2 separate regions of the Mus musculus genome follow, and region 1 is linked to region 2. Evidence: chromatin contacts called from public Hi-C data. All regions are on one chromosome and are shown on one strand. The core of a region is the stretch at or near the end of the contact, and the rest is flanking DNA. Distances in the headings are between cores, read along the strand shown. Region 1 overlaps Gm31813 (a long non-coding RNA gene). Region 2 has its middle 41 kb from the start of 7530428D23Rik.

Region 1 (3,098 bases), core at 503-3,002, 65 kb before region 2:
ATCTGCTGCCATCTAATTCTACAGAATGACTTACAGTTGGGACAAGAGGGTGAGGCTTCCTCAATTTCCCTTGGTGATTTCAACAGTTTACCTCACTGTTAGGGTTGCTAATGTTTTGCCAAGTTTTAAGATTAATCTATTATCATCTTGGGCTTTGGGCCAAAATTATAGCCTTGAGAAGATTTATTTCTGCAGACAATGGGCTGCTTGGATCCAAAGAGTGAGTAATTTATTAGGTGGTCCCAGAAGCCTTTGTGATTATGATGTATTCTTCTAAAACCATTCAGTGGGGATGTCTCACTTGGTAAAAGTGCTTACCTTGCAAGCACAAAGAGCTGAGTTTGATTCCCAGAAGCCACATGGAAAAAATTGGGTATGCTGGCACTAAGTCTGGAAACTCAGTGTTGGGCAGATGGAGACAAGCCATCCCTAGCCAGGCAGCCTAGCTTATTTGTTGATTCCTGGCTAGTGAAAGACCTTGTTTCAAAAACACGTGGACTGTGCATTAGGGATGACATTTGAGATTGTCCTCTGAGCCCCAGACACATGTGCATGTATGGCATGCATGTGTATCTCAACATACATGTGTACTCCATCCATGAACACATGCACATATCCACATATGTACACACAAAGTATTCAACTGATTCCATAAAGCTTCTACTGCTGGCATTTGATGGTGGAGACTTTATGGTTTCCCAAGGCACACAGAGAAAGGAGCTGGCAGAAGCAGCTTGTAGCTGCAAGGAGCTCTGTAGGGTTTGCCCGTGCAGTGCTCAGGGCCAGGGGGAAACGTGTATTTGTACCTTTTCATAATTTCCCACATTGTATTCTCCTTGAATGAAAAGTTGATGTTCTTTTTGTTTGGACTAAAAGATTTCAGAAATGTCCTTTATCCCAGATAAGACTGAGGTGATAAAATCTACTAACCCTCGAGGAAGGCACCCCTGGGTCTAGCACTATACGATTTATAATGGATTTCTCTAAAACCTGCACTCATGTGGCTAACATTAGCTTCATTTTAGGATTGATTACAGGAAGGGGATTCCTGAGAAGAGATAGGGAAGAGCCTGCATCCTAATTTTGTAAAGTCAGCATCCAAAATGGAGGAAAATACTTCAAAATCAATTGGGTATGTTAGTAGATCAAATTCCCTGCCTAGGCAAATGTGGGGCTCGACACAGACAAGCCGAGGCTTTAGGGGGTGGAGAATACTTTAGTTTTTGCCTATTAGTTATTGATTTGTTTGTTTTCTAATAGAGAGAATAAGAAAGGGTGTGCATTTGGGTAGGTGGAGAAGTGCAGAGGATCTGGGACTCTTTGAGGGAGGGGAAACTATAATCAGAATGTTTTATATGAAAACAAATCGATTCTCAATAAAAAAGAAATTTGTGAAGCAAATGCCCGGCACACATTTTCACTCATGGCCTCATCTGATACAGGTGGGGAGCTTATTAAATACTCCTCATGGGTTATCTGTCATATGCATGGCCTTTTGAGTGGAAGTGGTGTTACCCATTTATATTCAAGTAATGCAAAGTTCTCTTGCTGTCTGTTTGGGTACTCTCCCTTACACAGGCTTGAAGAAACAACCTGGAGTGGGTGCTTCTTGGAAGCCCTTCCTGAAAGTACTATTAATCAGCTTCTTCTAGACATTTCTGTTTGTAAAGCATCCATTATAGACATATCACTGACTGGGTTGACTTGTTAATTTGCCAGTTGCCTTCTGTGAGCCTGAGACTCTGAACCTCAGGCCACAGGCCTGGCTCCTCTCCCATGGAATTTCCCAGTAGTCATGGCAGCCTGGCTCTGAGTAGCAAGTTGAGTACATTTTTCTCAGTGTGTGAATTACTCCAGTGATTCCAGGTAAAGCAGAGTTCTTTTTCTAAGTCATTTATACTTTTAATGGGCAGAATTAGCTGAGTATCTGCTTCACATGTACAGTTTAATTTTTTTTTTGAACCTCTGAGAGCCATTTCATGGTTAGTTCACTGAGAAAGCTGCTCAGTGATGTTAGATTGGAAACTGAGTGCCCTGAGCTGGCGACTGATGTGCAGCAGGAAGTGGAGTCTGACTGGCCTCACGTTCATGTCTGTTGATTCACTGCATTCCATTGAGTCCTGTGTATAAGCAGAACCTGTATCTTATGTGCTCACTATCTGTCAGCTTCTTAATATTTTTTCCTCACCAACATATACTAGGGTCTTGTAGCATCCCACCCCATCTCTAGTTGCCACATTAGTTATACAAACAGAAGTGTTTACAGATCTCTGTCCACATCACCTCTTAGTGTTTTGTTAGAGAGAAAACTTTTACGTGTCGTGGTTTGAACGGGAATTGTCCCACACTGGCTTATGTGTTTGAACATGAGTCCCCTGGCTGTGTTTTGGGATGTTATGGAACATTTAGGAGGTGAAGGTTTGGTGAAGGAAATGTGGCAGAAATGGGAGAGGAGGGCTTGGAATTGTATACCTGGGACCCACTTTCCGTCCTCTGTCTGCTTCCTGACTGGGAATTCCCCATGACTGGCCATATCATGCTCTTGCAGTACCTTCCCTGTCATAAGGAACTTCATCCCTTCTCTGTAAGCCTAAATAACCCTTGCTTCCTTGAACCACTTTTGTCAGCTATTGTGCCATAGCCATGAGACAAGTGACTAGTACAATATTTCCAACATAGTAGTACCCACAATGGTTTAAAGCACCGTACATGGGACATACACACAGACTCTGAAATGTCTTTAGACTTTAAGCTTGGGTTACTCCAGGAAAAACCCCTTAGCCTCATATGTGTGACAGGAAGGTAGATACAGGTATATTTACTGACATAACAAATGCTGAACAAATGTTAGGTACTAGTCTCTCAGTATAAAAAGACCTGTAGTGCACAGATGGAAGAGTGCCTATGTTCAAGCTTTCCCATGGGGAGGGACAGCTCCCCTCAAGTCATGTGATCCTTGGGCAAGAGAGGCCAAGGTTCTTGCTACACTTGGCTACTCTATGTAGTGATCATAAGACCAGCTTGATAAGTTTTTGTTGAAGAAGCAGCATTCATCGTAATACAAACCAGTGGAAGCTCTATCCTAAGAAGACACATAT
Region 2 (2,748 bases), core at 206-2,705:
AAGTTGAACTGACTGCCAAAAATAGATCAGGAAGAAAAATGTCTCCCCAGACAATTGGCAGTGATCTGAGCTTTTCCCATTTTACTAGGAAGTCTTGAATGGGAATAGATCTTTTCTTTATGCCTTCCTTGCTTCCTTTCCTACTTTTTACCTTCTCTCACAGTTTGTTTCCACAATGATGGATGGCAGACAGCCTCACACAAGTCTGGCCCCAGTGTAGTTCATCTGAAGTCACAGGCAACGGCTGCTAGCAGAGGAGTTCTCGATGAGAATCCCTAGCTTTAGAAGCTAAGAACTATTCTGAAAGAAACCACAATCTAGTATTTGTAGAGATACTGTTATTGTGAAACACAGACTGAAATATATACATACAGACTAGCCCTATAAGTAGCTGAGGGTCAAAGAAAGATCTTTTTATTAATTGGTACCAGGAAATAAAAAGATGGACTGTTTTGGCCAAGGAAGGTCTTGTGTGTGTGTATGTTTGTGTGTGCACATGTGAGCAGTGTGGTACTGTGATATCTGTGTTTTATGTGTATATGGTGTAAGTATGTTATAGATGTGGAATGCACTATGCGTATGTTCTCTGTGTGATATGTATATACTATGTGTATTATATTTCTATTGTGGTTCGTTATGCATGATATACATGTGTGGTATATGTGTGGCATTTGGTACATATTTGTGGTATACCATATGTGTGAGCTATATGTGGTGTGAGTAAGGTGTATGTGGGTGTTGTGTGTATTGTATATGTATATGAGGGGGGCGTGTATGGTGTTTGTGTATGTATTGTATGTGTTGTATACTTGTGTGTGTGTGCAGTATGTGTGTCTGTCTGTCTGTCTACATGTTTTTCTGGCTGCCATCCTCTTTAGAGTATGCCTCAGCTTCAGAAGTACACATCCATGCTGATCTCTACCTTGCTGGAGAGCCAGCATCAGGTGCCTGAAGGAAGTGATGTAAAAGTTTGGCAGTGTGTTCCAGTCCAACTACTTGATAGATGCAATCAGTTCTATTGTCTCTACAACTTGGGAAAGCTCTAGCCAAGACTTCCTTCCCCTCCTGAGGGCCAATCTTTACTGAGCTCTTTGCATCCTCATTGTTTGCCTTCAAGAAATACAGCTTGTAATGGTGAATGCCAGGACATTATGTGTTAGCATTTCCGATGAATGGAGCTTTCCTTAGCCTAATAAATATGAATGAAACAGGCTTCATATCACTAGCTGTACAAAGGTTTAGAAAAGATGATCATAAAAATAAATAAATACACACACACACACACACACACACACTCAATTCTAGTCGAGTATCACCCTGAGCCATTTTCTTCTCAGCTTAAAAAAGAAAAAAAAAAAAAAAAAAAAAAAAAGAGCAGCAAGTGTCAGAGTGGTCCAGACATGCCAATGCTCTCATGCTGACGTAATCAGAGGAAAGAATTCAAAAGGAACCCTTTCTCAGGGTGCTACTTGGTGCTACTGAGAATTTCCCTAATTCACACATTTGTGTCACAGAGTCCTGAGACACACACCTAACAGACTGACTGGTCCCTCGTGGGTTTTCCACCAGAGACTGTTCTCATCCGTTCTTACTAAATTCAAACCAAAAATATTTGATGCCTTTTCTTAGAACAGATTTCCCTGTGTGTGTCCCCTGCCCTGCCCCCAAGCCCATTCTTCTACAAAGATAGCCTAGACTTCCTCTTTATTCTGTTGTCTGGGGCTGACAGGCAATGGAGTCACATGACAAATTGTGGGAATTCAGACTCTGGAGACCCAGCATCAGGGTGTTTCTTGCCCAGTGTACAAGCTTATACACACGGTTTAAGCCAATCCTAAGCCCTTTAATCCTTGGCCAATTGTATTTAGCAACACTGTCACCATGCCCCAGTGAAAGCCCTGCTTGATGAGAAAACTCATAAGGTGTGGCAGGAAAACACCATACCCAGATAGGACTTCCACGAAGACTGGGAAAGTGGCCACCACCCTGGCTTTGGTCCCTTTTTGCTCTCTTACTGATGTTCCCGGCGTCATCTTAGATTTTATACAGCAGATCAAGACTCTTCAAGGGTTGCAGGAGCCTGTGGCACCTTGCTCTCCATCCCACCTTTCCTTCACAAAGGTGACTTTCACAAACCCCACATTCTGTGTCTGAGGGGGAGCCAACATTTTTTCCCCATGAACACCTTCTCTCCAGAGCAGGCAAAGTGCAAATAGGAAGGTGACATAGTTTCTTCCTTCTGTTTCTTTTGATTCAGTCACTGAGCGGTACACTCTCCTCTGCCTGCAAAGCTGGGCCAATGATGTTGAGTGCAGAGCTGGGCAAAGTGTATTCAGAACATTGCTATCTGTATAATAACCCAGGTGTGATGTAGGAAAGATAGGATTTGGAGTTGGAAGTCGGTGGGGAACAGCATAGCTCAGTGGTGGCACACTATGAATCGGGGCATACCACAGAGCAAAGTAAAACTAAAGATTTTGAAGTTTCCGATGAGATCAGGAGTCCTGAATTAAAAGACAGAGAGGAAATTAAGTGCTGTAGGATACAACTGAGGGAACCCTGTGTTGCACGCCCCCCTCCCCCACTTCTGGTTTATTGGAACAATTTCGCAGCATAGGTGTGATAGCATCACATATATGTTGCAAAGAGACACTAGAAAAAGTTGTGGTGCTGTGTAAAAGCCGGCTGTAAATAAGGCCCTGACTGTCCTGATCCTTAGCATACTACACAGGAAGGAATCTCCCAGAT

What was found. A called contact is a pair of places that touch in the nucleus more often than the background predicts.
Region 1: a contact with region 2 is called in a Hi-C map of regulatory T cells, with 2.2 times the contacts expected there. The contact joins two enhancer-like sites. A contact is called at or near these places in 1 of 15 datasets of contacts at CTCF or cohesin (the NIH/3T3 cell line) and 2 of 484 Hi-C or Micro-C datasets (the HPC-7 cell line and regulatory T cells).

What each region holds. Positions count from the first base shown.
Region 1 is chr3:21,904,570-21,907,667 of GRCm38.p6, reverse strand. The region is part of intron 3 of Gm31813 (a long non-coding RNA gene); the gene reads left to right. Among named protein-coding and RNA genes, the nearest start is that of Gm31813, 58 kb to the left of the region's middle. Within about 2 kb of position 1,752, at least 40 of the 459 cell types and tissues checked have an H3K27ac peak or open chromatin away from gene starts, as enhancers often do. A contact at or near this core is called in regulatory T cells, where this site is marked.
Region 2 is chr3:21,839,953-21,842,700 of GRCm38.p6, reverse strand. No RefSeq gene overlaps it. Among named protein-coding and RNA genes, the nearest start is that of 7530428D23Rik, 41 kb to the right of the region's middle. Within about 2 kb of position 1,455, at least 38 of the 459 cell types and tissues checked have an H3K27ac peak or open chromatin away from gene starts, as enhancers often do. A contact at or near this core is called in regulatory T cells, where this site is marked.